Linked DNA regions of Mus musculus: regions 1, 3, 4, 5 and 6 are each linked to region 2. The links are chromatin contacts, called in public Hi-C, HiChIP or PLAC-seq and promoter capture Hi-C maps. All regions are on one chromosome and are shown on one strand. Each heading gives the region's core, a stretch centred on a gene start, on an enhancer-like site or on the middle of the called end of the contact. The rest is flanking DNA. Distances are from core to core; before and after follow the strand shown. Region 1 holds the start of Anapc10 (anaphase promoting complex subunit 10). Region 2 holds the start of Lsm6 (LSM6 homolog, U6 small nuclear RNA and mRNA degradation associated). Region 3 has its middle 62 kb from the start of Gm6360. Region 4 has its middle 24 kb from the start of Otud4. Region 5 has its middle 26 kb from the start of Gm6360. Region 6 overlaps Ttc29 (tetratricopeptide repeat domain 29).

Region 1 (3,060 bases), core at 325-2,824, 890 kb before region 2:
AAGAGAAGATTGATTGTAAATAATGATTATCATAGTCTGGGGTTTTGTTTTGCTTACCTGGTTTGCAGGAAGAGAGTGACCAAACAGCCTGAGACCCAATTTCCCTGACTGTTGCTGTCCTCTCCAACTGCTTAGGATCAGCACCAGGAGGTGTCTTGTTCGGTGTGGTCATTTTTAAATTATTCTATAGAGAGACAAGCAATATACATTCTACCATGCCATGACAATCCTTCTGCAAAAATATAAAAACAGAATTTCAGTGCCCAGCGTTGTGGCACATATCTGTAATCCTAGTACTCAGGGAGGCAAAGGCTGCAGAAGCACAAGAATCTGAGTTCCAGGTCAACCTGGTCGACCACAGTGAGCTCCAGGACTACACAGAGATACCTGTTTGGTTTCAGACCCGGGACCAGGGAATGAGATGCATATTTTAAATACCAAAGCAGGACCTGGCTTCCAGGTTCTCCCAGCATCCCTCAGTCCCTATCTGGATATCCTGCCTGGAACCTTGAACTTTCCAGCCCAAGGGCTGGGCTGCCCTTCCCCCAGAGGTTTCTCCCTATATAAACCAGACGTTTTGGTCTCTCTTCCTGTTTTCCACTTCTTTCTCTGCGTGCACTCAACCCCTTCTCTCTTTCCTACCCCCCCCCCCCCCCCCCGCTTCCCCATGGAGATTTCCCTGGCCTTCGTCCTTGGGGCTAGTGAACTCGCCCATCTAAGATCAGCTTCCCAATAAACCTGCATTTAATATACTCTAATCTGGCTTAAACTGGCTAATTTCACTGACGGCAAAGAAATAAGCTATCAATACTCTGTCTACAGAAATATATCAAAAAAAAAAAATAAAGTAAAATTTCAATGGCAAAATAATCACTCATATTTCCTTCATCCTCCTTACCTTTTGTTAATCCTAGTAAATCTATGAAAAGTATGAAAAAAAAACTTCTTGGAGAGTGAAAACCATGTTAAATTGTTTCGGTGACTTTTATGGCTACTTTACACTATTGTAAATTATACTTATAATAAATTCCATAAAGTTCTGCTACAAGGCTAACATAACTATAGACCACCACCTTGACACGTCCCTTTGGATTCCAAACTATCCTTATAACCACCGCACAAACAATAATAATTTATAATTTACATAATCACAGAGACATACATTCCGTTAAAACATGAATACCATGCCATTGGAGATGTAGGGGGAGAGGGGCGGCCCATCTCGACACGGGAACAAAATTCAAAGAACAGCCAAGTAGATGAGACAAAACGCTAGGGAAGAAATGGGTTCCTGGCCTTAAACAGTAATACTGAAGGAGCTGAGAATTAGACTTGGGATCCTGCCTACCACCTCCGTCTTACCGGATTAGCAAGGCCCACAAAGCCTGAGGAGACAGCAAGCCTAACGCCGCCGAGACTAGGGAGAAGGGCTCTACCTGCGCCCGCTAGCACACAGTTCTCTAAACCGAGGGAGAGCCGCTGTCTTACACACCTGATTCGCCACAATTCCGGTTCTCAGGCCCCCGCCACTCCCACTGCGGCTCGACGATTCTAGGCTCCCTCAGTTCATTGGCGTCGCGGCGCAATGACGTCACCAACGTCATCACTCCCTCCAGGGCGCCGACTCTGCGCTCTGTCGCGCACGCGCACTATGCCCTCATGCCTTGCGCGAGGCGGCGGCTGTGCACCGCCATCTTTGCCGGTGGCGGTAAGAACACGCTGTGTGCTAAGACCTGACGGCTAGCGCTGCTTTGGCTACTGCACGCCCCGCTGTAAGGGGCCCGCTGTCTCCAGGTACGAGAATTCGCGGGAGAGGTTTGGTGTTAGGCGGCCGGCTGCCACCTTGGGAAGACTCTTAGGGACACAGTCGGAACGCCTGTAAGTTAGGCCTCAGTAGCGGAGACCGTAGCGCGTGGCAACCGGCTCCAGCTGCACATCTGGGACGCCGGAGCGTTCCGCGCGCGTCCGTTCGGCCATCCCGGCCTCAGGGCGTCTGTATTCCAGACACGGCCCGCTGCCACGAGAACGGTCGCAGATGCCATAGCCTCTGCTCGCCACCCTCCACTGCCCCTTCCCCCCACCCCCGCTCCCACCCTCAAGCTAACCCTTCTGTGGAGGACGCTCCGCACCCAGCAGATCCCCCAAGCTTCCCCTCACAGTCAGACGGCTATGTTGGCATTTGGTTGTAAGAAGTAATCCTTTTTTTTTTTTTTTAATAATTGTGGACTGACTCATAGCATCTTGCCGCCATGAAGTCCAGTGCTCCTAGTCCAGTCCCAGACTTTATGGAAATGATAGGCAAACGTTCTATCTTTCTCATAGAGCGACGTGTTCTCAGTTGGGACTGCGGTTAGTAGACCAAGTGAGTTTCCGAGTTGAGTGCCTGTCTTTAGGACTTCCGAGAAGCACTTTGTAGCACCCTGTCCTCTTCCCATTAGTGACTTAATCTCTTGTTTATTACCTCTTCGGCTTCTTGACATCAGGGATGCTGTCTTCAAAATGCCTTTAAATATCCTTTCTAGGCTTAATACATTGTAGGTATTTAGTATGTGTTGCAAATAAATGATGGTCAAAGGTGAATTTCTGAACCTCAAGAGCTACATAAGTATTTTCTCTATTTTGATGGTAAAAATGGTAACTAAGGAATAGCTGTCAAAAAGCTTTTATTGCTTTGCCCTTTCTTCCAAGGGACTACAAACTACGGAGTTAGAGTAACATTTGTATTGTAGCCTATGGTCCTGTATGCTGAAAGTAGTCACCCTGTGTCTGTCAGTTGATAATGTATTCACTATAATCAAAAAGCTTAAATATTTTTGAACCAAAATGTATTTAAGGTTTTATCTTTTCATAGCACTGCTTAGCTCACCTCTATAAATGAAACAACAAAGACAAAAATATGTTTCAGAAAAACATTCTAAGTGTTTTCAGATCTTTTTGTATTCCTAAAAGTTTTTCCTGTAATAATTCCTCTTCAGGTGTCTTTCTATTGGAAAGAAGGGAACTAACTCCATTTCCATAATTCTTGGAAATCGGGAGGTTGCACAAATTATGTTTACCTAT
Region 2 (3,052 bases), core at 156-2,655:
CTGTGCTAACGTGAGAGCAGCTATGCTTATATCTATGTCTACCTACCTATTTCATCTCTCTATATAATACGCATATCATAATTACAGTCAGTAAGAAATGTAGTATGTAGCACAATTTGATTTTTCTTTCTTTTTTCTTTTTTTAGACAAGGTCTCAAATAGCCCAGGCTGGTCTCAAACTCATTCTGTAGCTGAGGATGATCTTGAATTTCTGATTTTCCTGCACGCATGCCTGGGTGCTAGGATTACAGGTGTGAGCGCCACTATGCCACTACCGCTGTGGTGCCAGAGATGTTCATGCACACTAGATATGCTACCACTGTGCTAAATCCTCAGCCCCCAATTTGACCTATAAAGCAGTTTTTATTTTAGGGACAAGGCATAGCGTGCTCCTTCTTTGATTTAAATGTGACTTTACCTGTGTTCCTAATTTTATATTTCAAGAGCCTAAAATGCTGTTTGATCAATGTCTGTAATTATTTGGTCTTGACATCAACTGGAATTTTACAGACAGACAGAAGGATGTTCCTGTTCTTTTCCAAATTCCACCCAGTTGTTCACTGTCTGGGGTATCAACCAAAGGCAGGTAGATCACTGTCCAGGATATCAATCAAAGGCACGTAGAAAAGGAGGAATCCACTTTGTGTTTCAGAAAACAATTCTGCATCTTAGATCCTGTAACACTTATCAGGGTTATGTAGCTGTTGTTTGAAGGTATTATAACTTTGTTGAATGTTAAACAACAGAAACAGAATTAAAATTTAAAATATAAATATAAAATATAAGTTAAAATATAAAGAGATCGTGGGGGTAGAAGAAATTGTCTTCCTGTGACTTTTTTTCTTCCATAAATAAAAAGCATGCATTAAGAATTCATGAAGTATCCCTAACCAAGTTCCCATACACTACTTAAATAGTATCTGCATGCAGTTTCCAATTAAACTAATTTGTAACGTTTTCTAATTGATGCCGTTATAATTCAGAGTTGCTTGAATTATTTTTTTGTTTCAGCATTCCCATGGAAACAATCTCTTCATACATTTAATTTATATGCAGAAGTTAGTTTGAGGGTTTGAGGCTTTTAACTTGTATTTGTTTTAAATTATTTAAGGCTATTTCGGGGTGCTCAACAGCCATCGTTTTAACTGTAAGTTTCCGTTTCTTAATATTTTAAGGTTCTTTACTGTAAACACACACACACAAGATCACTTCTAGCTCTTGGTTGGTTGTTTTGCTTTCGTATTCTATTTTCTGGCAAAAGAGAGAATATCAGAATATCGGACCTTTACTTCAAGCCCTGGCTGGGTGCCGACGGTACCATTAAACAAACCCGGTCTTGGAAGCCAGCTCACTAACGCGTTCTGACTGTTTTTGATCCCCGCGGGTCGCCATAGGCAAGGAGGACGCTGATTGGGTGAGATGGGAAAGCCGCTGCCGGGGGCGGTTTCGGTTTTCGGCGCGCGCGTCCGCGGAAGCCCGGCCTGTGAGCGTTCTGGATCCGGCTGCAAGGTGAGCCCGCGGCCTGGGAGGAATGAATGGGTGCGGGCAGGCACTCCGGGTGGGAGCGGCTGGCGTAGGCCGCGGATGGTCCGGGCTGGCGGGGAGCGGCTCGAGCCGGGCCTGCGTCCCAGGAGATGCTCGCTGGTCTGGGCCACGCGGGCTCGCGGTGCCGGGCGCGCTCCCGTGGCGCGCGCGCTTCGCGCCGATTGGGGTGAGCGCCCAGGGTTACGGTGGCGCGCGACTTCGGCGCCCTCCTCCACCCGCGAGCCCTGCGCGACGGAAAGTAAATACAGACGAGCGGAGGAAATGGTCCTTGCTGACGGCCTCGGCACACCAACTCCCTTTCTCTTGTGTGGGCCTGTTTCTGTTTCAGCTAAGACCACCAAGTTTTTTAACCACACACCAGTATTTAGTTTTATACTTACATTAAAATGAGACAAGTTGTGATTTTAAAATTCATTGATCTCGTTTGGGCCCCCTGTTTTATTGTGTGGATCTCATAAATTATTCAGCTGTTTCCCAGGCTGACGTCTTTGGGTGTGAGTTTTTTGCTTCATTTTCGCATCCCGAACGATATCGTGATGCCTTAACTTCTATTCCTCAAATTTTCAATTACTAGCATAGATGGTTCTTGCACATTGCGAGACTGGTTTTTCTTAAAGTGTTAGTAATTTATTTGGCTCTTCAAAACCGTGAAAGGGCCTACTGTGGTTCTAAAGTAGCAAAGCACAGCCTCACTTTGGAATTACTATTGGGAGTTTGAACTTGCAGGCTGTGACTGTGTGTGTGTGTGTGAGAGAGAGAGAGAGAGAGAGAGAGAGAGAGAGAGAGAGATAGAGAGACAGACAGACAGACAGACAGACAGAGACAGACAGAGAGACAGACTGACTGACTGACTGCACATGTTAATCAGATGCTGGAACAGGAAGAGACAGCCAGTACCCATCTAGCCTAACTTCCTTATTTTGCAGATGAGCCTGGGGCCGTGACAGGTGAAATGGTGATGAGTTACGCAAGCTGCACAGATAATTAAGTAGCAGAGATTAGAACTCAGGTTTCCTGCCTCCCAAGTGAGTACCCCTAACGACTGCAGCAGCTCTTCTCTCACTGAAGGGTGGCCTACTAGATAATAGAACTTCTTTAAAGAAAGTTTTGTTTTGTTTTTAACTCCCTGGCTTATTTTCTACTTTTGGATTGAGGGACTGGAAAATAGAAAAGTTACATTTTTGTGTTCAGCACTAGAAATTTATTTATTTTTTTGAAGGTCAACCCTTTCAAGACTTTGACGATTGCTTCCAGCTTCCCCGTGTTGGGATCAGATACTTCTGATAAGTGCTACTGTTATCCCTCCCAGTACCGAAAAGTGCATGGACGTTCAGGTTTCCTCTGTGTTTACATATAAACTGTGCAGTCTTCCTGTGCCCTTCACATCATCTCTAGATTACTCACAACGTGCCATTTAATGTCACTGGTTGCAGTAGAGTATTGCTTAGGGAGTACAGCAAGGGGAAAGTCTGTGTCTGGGTAGCAGAGAGACCGCTGGACAAGTAAT
Region 3 (3,101 bases), core at 564-3,063, 690 kb after region 2:
CAGCATCCCTCCATGGCTTCTGTGTCAGCTCCTGCCTCAGTATCCTGCCCTGCTTAAGTTCCTGTCCTGACTTCCTCCAGTGATGGACTATGATCTGGAAGTGTGAGCTGAATAAATCCTTTCCTCCCCAACTTGCTTTTTGGTCCTGGTACTTTGTTGCAGTAATAGAAACCCTGACTAAGACATCTGCTGAGAGATTCTGAAGTGTGTCTGGGAAGCAATCTCCTCTGTATCCCAATTTCAAAGTGCACTGATAAGTGGCTCTGAAGCCCCCCCTTTTTCTTTAAATGTAGCCATCTTCTCTCTGTGTGTTTTCTATTCAGAGCCTCTTGTAACCCTGCTGACAGGCCCATGCTTTAGAGCGCTATCAAATGTTGATTCTCCATCAATTATAGGTTCCTGGTTCTCCATCGATTATAGGTCAAAGCACAGGGACTTCTAATAAAACAGGAGAGTGCTGACTACACTGAGGTGGTCTGTTGACAGACACGCATATTTACTGAGCATCTACCTACTCAGTTATATTAAGTACTTGTTATATTTAAGGCTATGCAATGCAACTTGTAAGCATCAGCCATGACGGGTACCATACAATGTTATCTCTGAAAGTCTGATTAACTAAAATGGATCAAGCATTTTAACTAAGCCTAGTGAAAATACAAAACCCAAGATGACAACTGGGAGTTCTAGTTTCATGTCATTTAGAAAGATCCATAGTAGTCACTGGGTATCTTGCAGAATAAGGACAGAATCCAAGTTGCCACATTAATGGTTCCGACTATTAATCATCTTTCTGGTATTTAATGGAAGATTTCACATGAAACATGTGGATACTTATCATGATAAATGGGCCTTAATTATAACGATACATGGGCCCTGCATTTCCCCAGGACTTCCCTGTATGTTTCTCACATGTACTAAACTATAACAAGAATATACTGAAAGAGTAGTTCTCTCTAAACATTTTTTATTAGGAGTATCAGATGTGTTAAATTTGCATATACATTATAATATAAATTTTACATTGAGGTCTGCCGCCCACCTCCATAAAGTTACACCATTAACTCATCTTCTCTTGATTAAATGACCTGTATGAGTTAGAGGTCAGCACTGACAAAGATATCACAGTCTAATCTACTGGTATTATGACCCCAATTATCCCCAGTTACCGTTTTCAGGAGGCTACCTAACAGGCTAAATGAATTTCTAAAAATGATAGAAGACAGTATTTGCTAAATCTAGCACAAACTCCATTTGCCTTTATTTTCCAGCCATGACCACTACCGGTCCTTCCCACATACGCCCTGGTTCTGCATTAACAAACTTTTACTTTCTCTTTGAGAAAAGGTCAAGGTTCTGAAGGTCCCTTTTTTGACAATAATGATGATGATGATGATGGTAATTCTTATTATCCTGCCATTATGAAACCCATGTTTTTCTCCTACACCAAATAATCAACAAAACCATGCCCTTAGAGCTAGCCTTCACATCAACTTGGCCCAGTTTGGATTGTTCATCATGAAGCTGAACTGTTGATAAACCTAGAACATGATTGTAGGAAAAAGAAAATAAAACCCACATTGTGAACACTTTTTTTTTTTCATTTTACAGTAGTAGGACATCTCATCTCGGTTCCTGCTGGATGGAGTGAGTCTGCAGAGAGCACAAGAGAGGATTATGAGGCTTTACAAACACAAAGGAAGGCCAAGTCCTCCTCTTTACCTCTGTATAAAGAGCCTGCTGTCCACTGCCAGGTGAACCCAGAATCAACCAGCTGGATGTGGTCTGGCCCCCTCTCTACCTTCCAGCCCTGAGCTCCAGGACTTGCGGGACTGAATGGTCTGACCTCCTGCGCTCCCCTGGGGCGGGACTGAATGGACTGGACTGCCTCTGCCTCTTCTATTGGAAATGGCGATTTCTTAGCAGTAGCTTCCCTTGGAAGGCTCTGTCTCCTTTATACTCCTCCTCGGTCTGGATCACTAGATCCTTGAAGAAAGTTCTTTCTTCTCCTAGAAACATCCAGCCACAAGCAAATTTTCTTTTTTGCTATCACTGAGCTTCACATCTTAGTGTTTGATTTTGACATTTACTATATGCCGGGACTATGTGAGATATCACACATTATGGAATGTGATCTGACTTTATGATTATACAAACCTATGTAACTAACTTTATTATCCCTGTTTGAAAGAGAGAATATCTGAGTTCCAATATAAATAGTGTAACTTACTTACATCTAAGAGTTCAGCTTCCAAAAACTGTATTGCTACTTTGAATTATACAGCATCGTCATTGGCAAAATGTTTCCATAACATCCAATGGCCTTTATTATCTATACAGCATCTGCTGGCCTTTACTTCTTATCAGATAGCCTGCTACCTAGGACATGGTACCTTGAATAGGATATATTACCTATTGTGCAATTAAGACTGTCATATGGGTATTAGTCATTATTATTACTGGTTAAAATAGTAATAGTAGGAGTATATGTGTTTGAGGGTTTATTATCTACCTCATACATTAAAATGAAAGATTCTCAAAGACAGATACCACTTTATAACTCTTTTATTCTCTTGTAAGAATAATGTCCCATACATAGTAAGAGCTTAACAATTCACTGATGAATGAATGATAAATATAAATGACAAGAATGACTGTTGAGTTACATTGTTTGATTGTTGAGTTATATATCCTTCCCCACACAGGGAACTTACAATGCTTGCTGATCCATGTCTTCCTTTACAGTCCCCTTTTCCAGGAATTAGGGACTTGAAGTTGTGAGTGTGGGAACATAATCTCTGGCATACCTGGTCCAACACTCCCACATGCCCACCTTCATGCTGGTGGTGGCTTTCTTCTCTGACATGGTCCCACAGGCATCACAAGTGACCCAGTCATTCTGCGTTCATTGCCTTTGGCTGCTCTCTAATCCCTGTCTTCTTCACGCCTTGAGCCTGTCCTTCATCTCATAGCCACTGGCTACCTCTGGGTAGGCAATACCTGATTACACATTCACACTAACATGCTATTTAAAATGTTCAAAAACCCATCTCTAAAATTCTATGACCCCCTCATCTAAGTGACTACATTTATTTTCCAAC
Region 4 (3,084 bases), core at 342-2,841, 790 kb before region 2:
AGAGAGCATGTAGGCTGGAAGGTAGAGGCTAATTAGGCCCCTACTACCTTATTCCCTAAAGATCTATCCGTTTAAAGGGCGAACTGTTCTGCCAATCAAATTGTCCCTAGTTGCTGATGCTCTATTCCTCCCCGGGAAACTGTATAGAAATTTGAAAGGGTCACTGGTGAGGGAGGGGAGTTGCCGCTTCTCCTTTGGGTCTGGGATGACCCCAGTGCACTGGAACAATAAATTCCTCTTGCTTTTGCATCGATTCTTGGTCCTCGTTGTTCACTCGGGGCGGGGTGGGGGGTGGGGAGTTCCCTGGTAAGCTAAGGCTTGTTAGTCTTACAACACCACTGACCAACCACAGCCACTTTTTGTTTCCCCCTAAGAAAAATAAAGAACAGATACAACCAAGTCTCGTCTAAATATATTTTCCCCAGTTGCTTTCTCTTATTTTTTTTTCTAAAACGTTGCTTGCTGAGGACATTAAAAACGGCAGTAGATATGGAGGTTGGGCAAAGACACACAATGAAGAAGGCAGCAGATAAGCTTGTGTTACTACGCCTGGCCTTAACATTTCAGTTGTTATATCAAATTGAGATTACTTTCCATTAGTTTGGGAAATATACACAGGTCAGCATTACTGCACCTGGAATGGAGATTACATTTATGACAAAGGTAAAAATTTATTTTATTTAAAGCTTGGCTGTGGAAGTCACACCTTTAATCCCAGCACTGAAGAGGCAGAGGCAGGCAGATCTCAGAGTTCAAGGCCAGTGTAGTCTACAGAGTGAGCTCCAGGACAGCCAGGGCTACATTGAGACTCCCTGTCTTTAAAAACTAAAAAAGAAATTATTTTATTTAAATGTTCTTTTAATTTATTCTTTGACAATTTCATACATATGTCCTTCCCCTCCTTCTCCCTCTTCCTCCTTTTTTTTTGAGACAGGGTCTTACTGTGTAGTCCCCAGCTGACCATAAACTTGCTATGTAGACCAGGCTTGCCTTGAACTCACAGAGAGGCACCTGACCCTGCCTGAGTGTTAGAATTAAGGGCTCCCACAGTACCCCATTCTAATGTCTTCTGATTCTATTCAGCCCCATTAGCCTTTCATCTCTCTCTCCTGCTGAACTATAAAAGTTTACTCTTGTGTGTGTGTGTGTCTGTGTCTCTGTATGTGTCTGTGTGTGTATGTTTGTGTGACCTGCTGAGTTTAATTATGCTTGCTTGCACCAACAGGGGTTAAAGGTTATTTACGGTCAGGTTGACAATTTACCTGTGTTTACACCACTGAAAAAAGCAAACATTAACTGCCAATTAGTCTCCCTGAGGGTTGGGGCCTAAAGAGCACCTTCGTCATCTGTGATGTCATGGATCTTGTGCAGGTAACCTCGCATGCTGTGAGTTCACCAGCACCATGGTCATGCTGTGTCCAGAAGAGCCAGGAAAGGGCATTTCAGAGCACACTTCCCTCCTCTCCACCTCTTACATTCCTTTTGTCTCCTCTTCCGTGATGTGCTCTGAGCCCTGGAGGGTTAGTATAGATGTCCCATCAGGCCTACGCACCCAGCAGTCAGCTCTTCCCAGCACTTAGATGAGTTGTGAGTCTCTGTACTCACTGCTGCTCTCTGCACACAGAACCTTCTCCGGCCAGGGCAAAGAGCAGCACTAATCTATGCATGTAAACAGAAATACCTAGAGGGCAATTTGACACCAGGCCCATTTAGCAAAACAGTACCAGTGCTTTCCCCACCAGTACCTGAGGCCTCTCTGCTTAAGGCTCCAAAGCCAGGTTTGCTTTGCCAGGCATGAATCCCTCCTATGGAGCAGCCTCAGAAGCAATCAGAAAACAAAGTTCCTTTTAAAGGTTGTTTTGTTTATTGCAACAGTCTTTTGTTCTAAACTACTTTGAACAATTATCCACGAAAGTCTGTTCACTGAAGTTATTAGTAGTTTTTGTTTTGCTTTGTTTTTGCTTTGTAAGACAGGATTTCTCTGTGTCCCCTTGGCTGTCCTGGAACTCTCTCTGTAAACCACACAGGCTTTGTACCCATGGAGATCAGCCTGCCTCTGCCCTCCAGGCATCAGTATTAAAGGCCACAGAGTGGCTATTACTAGTTTTATTAAAGTGATTATTAAGGTTGTGAATAACTTATTTGCTGTAGTTTGAATTTCCTGGAGAGCCTTGAAGAGATGTGTGGGTATGCTGACTACCCAGTGTCTCCGGAGTTGTGTCTCATAATGTTATAACAAGTAAAAAACACAATTTACATCAGTCAAATTTTGGTTTTCAAACACAGCAAATAACGGATTGAAGCTATTACCACATAACAGACTCCCTTTGTTCTTATTTTTCCTCTTGCTGTTAGCAGAAACTATTGAGTTGTCCACAATTCAAAGATGAAGTTTTGAACCAGATGTGTTTTTAGTCTCACTCAGGAGGCAAAAGGGAGAAGCAGGGAGATCTCGGGTTTGAGGCTATCTCGGTCTACATAGTACATAGTGAGTTCCAGGCCAGCCAGGGCTACATAGTGAGTTCCTGTCAAAGAAAAAAAATCAAAGAAAGAAGGAAGGAAAAGAGGAAAAGAAGAATGAATACTTTAGAATCCAGACCACACTGCCGCGTAGGCTGTAACACCTTCAGCAGCCCTCCCCGTCACAGATCTTGATGACTAGGAGCCCTCTGTGAATTCCCAGCTATCAGACCTTCAGGGGCTTGGACTTCTCGTTTGAGGAAGTAGGTTTGTAGCTGCCTTCACTTTTGTCCCCATTCCTCTCCTTGTTGGCTGTTGGGGAATCTGAAAGCCCAGGTGCAGTCTCAGCAGTGAAGCTTCGACCTTTCCTTTTGGAGTATTATAAAAAGGGACCCCACCCCTGCCAGGTAGGCCTGGTTCCTCCTCAGAGCCCCCGCCAGCTGTCTGCCTGCCCACCCATGGCATTAATAAACTCTTCTGATAAACTTACTTCTCCAATCTGTCCCCCTTGAGCCCAACATCTGAGACCTTTCCAAACACCAAAGCTTCAATTCTGAGAAGAACCATATGACCCAATCAGCTAAACCACTATGTCCAGTTTGAGTTTAGAATCAGCCATGTGGA
Region 5 (2,717 bases), core at 175-2,674, 720 kb after region 2:
AGGCCCCGCTCACATTTTCCCTTCGAGTACATCATTCTCAGAGCTGATTGCCTACTGTTAAGGCAAGAGAATCCAATAACACAAAATTATTTTAATAATTTCTAAAGGAAGTTTAAGTGATACGCACTCGATCAGGGTCGATGAAAATGGCCCCGGTGTCGAAGGGCAACAGGTTGCTAATAAATACAATAGTTTAGGAAAGTGCCGTTGCCGTCACGGAAAAACTATATTCTGGGGGAAATAATACCACTGTAATTCATTTTTGAAAGCTATTGAGACTTCTTGGATGAAGAATGTAGTTATTAAAGGCAAAAGTACACAATATGTTGTAATGAAATGTTTGTGCTTCACACTTCATTAAATGCTTTGTGGGCCTCTGGGGAAATTCCATCTCACACGCCCAGAAGCAGTGTTTGTACACGGTGTGTCAGTAGAGGGAGTGTGTGGGGCAGTGTTCCAAAGATGAAGTTGCTACAACTTCAACATAGTCCATATTTAAAACACTAAAACAAGCCACGCAGACATGTGCCTAACACAGGCAGATGTCTGCCTTAGGCACTCCACTTCACCCTGGCTTCTATGTTACTGAAATTCATTTTCCCTCTTGACCTAATTTTAAAAATTATAAATCATGGATTCTGCTTGAAGTACAAGGTGATTGAGAAAAGTGGATACTTTAAGCCAGTGAGCTCATCCGAAAATGTTCTCATTCTAACTCTTCCCAACACAGTCAGCTAACAGCATATCTAGGCCTTAGAATTTAGAATTTGGAAGGTTAATGGTTTAGAAGGTACCCACCATCCAATTTACTGTAATTTGAAACTAACAAATATGATTATTAAAGAGAGAAGGCTGGGCTGATTCCATGACAGGCTTCAAATCGGCAGTTAAGGAGACTAGGCCTAAATCTCTGTCTACAAGAACTTGGCAAGTCCAGGCAAATCCAGGCCTCAGAAGCTGCCTGCCACCTGGCCTGAGGCAAGGACAATGGGTCAGCAGCAGTTTCCAGACTTCCTCAGTTACTTCCTCAGCAACAGTTTCCACACCTCCTCAGCAGGTTCCCAGCCCCCACACCCCGGTAATGGAATGTCAGTAGAGGCGGACCCGACAGATTAACATAGAGGTCACCCTCCCGGAACATCCCTAATGTGCTTTAAGTCAGGCCTGCAAGCTCACTTGGGTGTCTCTCTATCTTGGTAGTGGGAGAGCACAGCATGCTGGACTTGTGCAGAGTAAAACACTGTGTTTCATACTATTTGAGCTCAGAGTACCATTCTTCAGTGAATCATGGGCCCTTACAAAAGTACCAAAGAAAATAGAGATATCTGATTCTTAGGAGATGGAAACGCCCACTCAGGAGGAGGGACTTTGAGGAGCTCATTAGTACACATTACTGCATAAGCAATGGGAAGGAACCGCAGCTGCTGGCACCCTCCCCTAGCAACACTCTGCTTTGTCCCCTGTATCTTTCTTTCTTCCCCTGGGCTGGAGAGTAGCTTCCCCATTTGTCTGATGTAAACACGCATATCAATGCAGGGCTTCTAAGGCAAACAAGCAAGGAAATGTAGAAGGGAATCCTAGTCAGAAACAACATCAATAGAAAACTAACGAGTATGGGCCCTGGCTCAGAGCCCTCCAGGTAACGTGTTAATGTCAGGATCTTTTGTAAAACACTATGGGAGATTTCTAATAAAGCATTCCTTTGCCTCAAGAATATTTTTTCTCTCCTCGGGAAGTGTCTTAAGCTTAATGGTTTTCTCTAGGGCTAGAATTTCATTTGGCAGCTTTACTGAGAATTTACTCAACAGGAAAAGTGTGACTTACTCTGAGATTCTCATTGAAAGCCACACCCCTTCAGGGGCTCATCTGGCTAAAGCTTAAGAAATCAAAACACAAACAAACATACAAACAAAAAAAAATCCTCCAGGCTCCTATATAGAATATGATGCTGGTTATATGAAACCCATAAGTTGAGCTTGGATGAACATAGTACTTCAGCATCCCTTTTGGTAATACACTGCTTCCTTAATTGGGTACCCAAAGATGTTCAAAACTACAGCTCTACACAGGACAGAGGATGCGCCAGGTTTCCGAGAGCCTTTCTGCTGCCATAGCGATCTTCCTCGCTCCTTATTTTCCTTCAGACTTCCCTGCTTAAAATTATCAAACCAAGGTGATATCTCCATACTCCTATTATCTACTGCACGTAGTGTAATAGTTACTATGACAAGTTTTTGAGAAGCAAACATTCAATTTTCCCATGCCTTCCGTTATTATTTGGCTCAGGAGCAACGCAAAGGAACCCCGCCGGGCAGCGATCCTGGCTGTGCAACTCGAGAATGCTTTGTTCTGGATTGGACACTGACTCTAGGTCTCACAGCTTTGCCAACTCTGTTGAATTCCGAGTTTTCTCACTTGAAAATGAGGAAAGGAATAAAACAACTTTGCAGGGTTGCTTTAAAACGAGATGAGAGTCTGCCCATGTAAAGCGTGTGTAGCGGGGCTGTCCTATTCACGCACGATCTCATTTTTATCACGCTGCATGCTTTACAGCTCAGCTCTTTCACTCTTCTCTGAGCACCTCCGTTAAGGCTCCGGAAAGTTTTTCACATGCTAACTGCACCCTGGTCTACCTGTGCACTGCTCACCACCACAGCCGGTAGATCAAGGGCAGAGACATTCTGCTGCTTGCCTGAATTCCCTAGTCCACCACAGGG
Region 6 (2,845 bases), core at 230-2,729, 590 kb after region 2:
CATACACTTCTTAGGATTACTTAAAAGCATTAAAATGATGACAGGAAACATGTACATGAGGCTCTTCGGTTGACAAGTACTTAGGAGAAATGTGACACCCTTAAAACACAAAAGGAAAAAGTACATAATTTAAAAAATGACAGCCAAACATTATTCATGCTCTTTAGTATGAAAATAAATAGAAAAACTTGCATTTTGATTTTTTTTATAGTGTGACATTTCTTCAGTGAGGTGATGACATTTGCTGTGAAAACTGAACAAGACCTCACCTCTTCAGAACCTCCTCGCTCCCTCAGCCGCCTCTCTGTCCCCTTTCCCAGGGGCTCTGCTAAACCTACTTCTTCCTTTTCCTTTTGAAAAATTAAGTTCATTACGAGCGTAGGCTCATTTTACCACTGTCATTTTGTATTTTTTAGATGGAAAAAAAAAAAACCAAACCTATGGTAAATTGAGTAAAAAGACAGGTTACATCTCAATGCTCAAGGGCAACTCCAGAACTGATTTTTGTGGTTCTAAGGTGACTGCCTCACCAATGACACAGTTTTCATTAGCATCCTTTAACTTTCTTCCACATGAAAGGTAAGTTCAGGGTGTGCTTTCCCTTGTCAGACTTAAGGACAGAGTTATAAGGCATTTGGAGTAAACCTTCTTTGATTATCATTATAAAGAGATGAGTATCACACACACACACACACACACACACACACAGAGAGAGAGAGAGAGAGAGAGAGAGAGAGAGAGAGGGAGAGAGAGAAAGAGAGAGAGAGAGAGAGAGAGAGAGATAGATGAATGCTCCTCGCAGGCCCCGTGCATGAGGGATCAAACTTCCAGAAAGCGGTGAGAAGCGCAATAATGAAAAGCACAGACACTGATCATTCTGACCCTCTGCCAAGACAGAGTCTGGGAGAGATAACTTGCCATAAATAGCATGTTGACCTTATGGCAGCTATCATGAATATCTAGAAAATTACTAGTCAGGACTAACAATATTTAAAATCAAGTTTTGTAATTAGCAAGAGTGTTGTAAAACAAGGAGAAGGTATTTTTGAGAATACAAAACAATGTTGAATTCAAACTTAAAAAAAATTGTACATAAAATAGAGAGCAGGCAGGGAGTGCGTTGTCTCTTTCTAGTTCCTGAACAACACTGAAAATGCTAACAGGAGGCGAGCAGGCAGCCTTCGCAGCACGATCAACAGCACACAGAACAGAATTCAAGCAGAAAAACAATCAGAAGAGCAGAAGGCTCAGAGGTCTATAAATGGATGGATCACTGAGAAATACGGCAGGCAGAAAAAAATGCACCAGATGCAACGGCTTCAACATGTAGAGAATCAACAGGACAATGAAGACAAAGTGATTGAAATGAATTTTCTCTCAGAAACTTACAGATACAGTAAAAGAAAAATTACATGGCTAACACATACCCGGCTGAAGGGAATAACAGACTCAAGCAAGCTGGTGACTGGATCCCAAAAGCTATGTCTGCCAACTGTTCAGCAAATTAATGTACAACATGGATTAATTTCTAAAACGTACAAGACTGTTTTTATAAAAGTTGGCTGTACTAGCTACACTGGAAATTTCATGAGCTTATATCATGCACGGTGTATCATCTGAGCCAAGGTTCCCTCCTCAAACCCTCATTTCCACTGAATGAAAGCAGCAGAGAGCAAGCACACACAAAAACCATTCGTCTGCAAATGCATAAACAAATCTCTAATTTATTCATTGCTTCAAAGTGAAGCCTTTTATGGACTCTTGACATATTTGGGGTTTTAAAGATGCCCAAACATCACATCCCTGAGAAGCAAGCGTCCTCAGGTCAGAAGGAAGCTTCCCACAGGAGTGTTGTGAAAACAGGGAGCAGCCGTTCCGAGCGAGCGAGGAAGGCACTTCCAACTCAGGGTGACAGAAAGAAATAACGAAACAGACACAATGAAATTAGACCAAAGACAGAGCAGAAGAGAACACATCAAGGGTAAACTGAAAGATAATAAAATAGAAGGAGGTGGGGGGCATCTCACAAAACAAACAGCTACTTATATAAAAGACAGAGAAGTCGCTTCGAACCTTATCAAGAATGAGGCAGGAGCACAAAAGCAGATGCAGCTGTGCACAGCAGCCGCACAGCCCTAATTACAGCAACAGCCATAGTCTTTCATGTACAGATGCTGATCGCAACGCTTGGCATATAATTATCTGATTTAAACCTCCCAATGTTTTCTATAAAATTGTAGGGCAGGAAAAGAAAGATTACAGGTTAACCCTATGATTTAGATGAAAATGTACACATACATACAAACACACACACACACACACACACACACACACACAGAGAGAGAGAGAGAGAGAGAGAGAGAGAGAGAGAGAACAAATCAAAGCTACACCATGTAAGTAGGTTTTACCCCAGAATTGAGGGATATAGTCCAATTTTAGAAAATTTAGTAATTTTATTATCATCTTAGCAAACTTTATGATCACCTCAGAAAAAATTAGAAAATTATTTTAAAATGTTAAAAGCCCATAATGTCTAAGAAACGTAGAAACTGAGGAAACTTTTTGTTGGCAATATGTACCTATTAAAAACACATGGGAAAACCCCCTTCACGTTTTGCAGTACACTGGAGAATAACATTGGAATTTGGTGCAATCCTCACTGAAGACCCAGTGACAATTTTAAAATCCCTACTAAACAGCAATATGCAAGAAAAGCATTTGGAACAAAGAGGGGCACCACATACAACTGAATCCATGAAGAGGGCTGTGGCACCAACTCCAGGACAGGCAAAAAAGTCAGTCACCCAGAACACCATGCTTGTGTGTGTGTGGGCGGGGGGAGCAC

The links. Promoter capture Hi-C pulls out the DNA fragments that hold promoters and counts their contacts. Hi-C and Micro-C count contacts between places; a contact is called where the count stands out from the background. HiChIP or PLAC-seq counts read pairs in DNA pulled down with a chosen protein or histone mark.
Region 1: a promoter capture Hi-C map of pre-B cells shows a contact between it and region 2, with 4 times the contacts expected there. The contact joins the promoter of Anapc10 here to the promoter of Lsm6 in region 2. A contact is called at or near these places in 4 of 39 promoter capture datasets (cranial neural crest, hippocampal neurons, liver and 1 more), 6 of 484 Hi-C or Micro-C datasets (CD4 T cells, CD8 T cells, effector CD8 T cells and 2 more), 1 of 115 datasets of contacts at active chromatin or transcription factors (bone marrow-derived macrophages) and 2 of 9 other capture datasets (adipose tissue and liver).
Region 3: a Hi-C map of embryonic stem cells shows a contact between it and region 2, with 1.8 times the contacts expected there. The contact joins the enhancer-like site here to the promoter of Lsm6 in region 2. A contact is called at or near these places in 2 of 39 promoter capture datasets (the C10 cell line and pre-B cells), 1 of 484 Hi-C or Micro-C datasets (embryonic stem cells), 2 of 115 datasets of contacts at active chromatin or transcription factors (embryonic stem cells and large pre-B cells) and 3 of 9 other capture datasets (adipose tissue, embryonic stem cells and pancreatic islet).
Region 4: a promoter capture Hi-C map of liver shows a contact between it and region 2, with 2.7 times the contacts expected there. The contact joins the enhancer-like site here to the promoter of Lsm6 in region 2. A contact is called at or near these places in 10 of 39 promoter capture datasets (the 3T3-L1 cell line, 3T3-L1-derived adipocytes, cranial neural crest and 5 more), 3 of 115 datasets of contacts at active chromatin or transcription factors (the NIH/3T3 cell line, bone marrow-derived macrophages and embryonic stem cells) and 1 of 9 other capture datasets (embryonic stem cells).
Region 5: an H3K4me3 HiChIP or PLAC-seq map of embryonic stem cells shows a contact between it and region 2, with 4 times the contacts expected there. The contact joins the enhancer-like site here to the promoter of Lsm6 in region 2. A contact is called at or near these places in 1 of 39 promoter capture datasets (hippocampal neurons), 4 of 115 datasets of contacts at active chromatin or transcription factors (bone marrow-derived macrophages, craniofacial prominence, embryonic stem cells and 1 more) and 1 of 9 other capture datasets (embryonic stem cells).
Region 6: a promoter capture Hi-C map of hippocampal neurons shows a contact between it and region 2, with 4 times the contacts expected there. The contact joins the enhancer-like site here to the promoter of Lsm6 in region 2. A contact is called at or near these places in 9 of 39 promoter capture datasets (the 3T3-L1 cell line, the C10 cell line, cranial neural crest and 4 more), 10 of 115 datasets of contacts at active chromatin or transcription factors (the 230-238 cell line, the NIH/3T3 cell line, acute myeloid leukemia and 7 more) and 2 of 9 other capture datasets (adipose tissue and pancreatic islet).

Annotation. Positions count from the first base shown.
Region 1 is chr8:79,710,277-79,713,336 of GRCm38.p6, reverse strand. It overlaps Anapc10 (anaphase promoting complex subunit 10), which reads right to left and starts at 1,574. Exons shown (of 5, transcript NM_001357234.1): 1 at 1,493-1,574; 2 at 58-184. The coding sequence starts at 172. Abce1 (ATP-binding cassette, sub-family E (OABP), member 1) reads left to right here and starts at 1,597. Exons shown (of 18, transcript NM_015751.2): 1 at 1,597-1,794.
Region 2 is chr8:78,819,505-78,822,556 of GRCm38.p6, reverse strand. Lsm6 (LSM6 homolog, U6 small nuclear RNA and mRNA degradation associated) reads left to right here and starts at 1,405. Exons shown (of 5, transcript NM_001191004.1): 1 at 1,405-1,509; 2 at 2,472-2,570.
Region 3 is chr8:78,133,258-78,136,358 of GRCm38.p6, reverse strand. No RefSeq gene overlaps it. Among named protein-coding and RNA genes, the nearest start is that of Gm6360, 62 kb to the right of the region's middle. Within about 2 kb of position 1,813, at least 4 of the 459 cell types and tissues checked have an H3K27ac peak or open chromatin away from gene starts, as enhancers often do. A contact at or near this core is called in embryonic stem cells, where this site is marked.
Region 4 is chr8:79,614,463-79,617,546 of GRCm38.p6, reverse strand. No RefSeq gene overlaps it. Among named protein-coding and RNA genes, the nearest start is that of Otud4, 24 kb to the left of the region's middle. Within about 2 kb of position 1,591, at least 21 of the 459 cell types and tissues checked have an H3K27ac peak or open chromatin away from gene starts, as enhancers often do. A contact at or near this core is called in liver, where this site is marked.
Region 5 is chr8:78,096,993-78,099,709 of GRCm38.p6, reverse strand. No RefSeq gene overlaps it. Among named protein-coding and RNA genes, the nearest start is that of Gm6360, 26 kb to the right of the region's middle. Within about 2 kb of position 1,424, at least 34 of the 459 cell types and tissues checked have an H3K27ac peak or open chromatin away from gene starts, as enhancers often do. A contact at or near this core is called in embryonic stem cells, where this site is marked.
Region 6 is chr8:78,232,360-78,235,204 of GRCm38.p6, reverse strand. The region is part of intron 5 of Ttc29 (tetratricopeptide repeat domain 29); the gene reads right to left. Among named protein-coding and RNA genes, the nearest start is that of Ttc29, 20 kb to the right of the region's middle. Within about 2 kb of position 1,479, at least 7 of the 459 cell types and tissues checked have an H3K27ac peak or open chromatin away from gene starts, as enhancers often do. A contact at or near this core is called in hippocampal neurons, where this site is marked.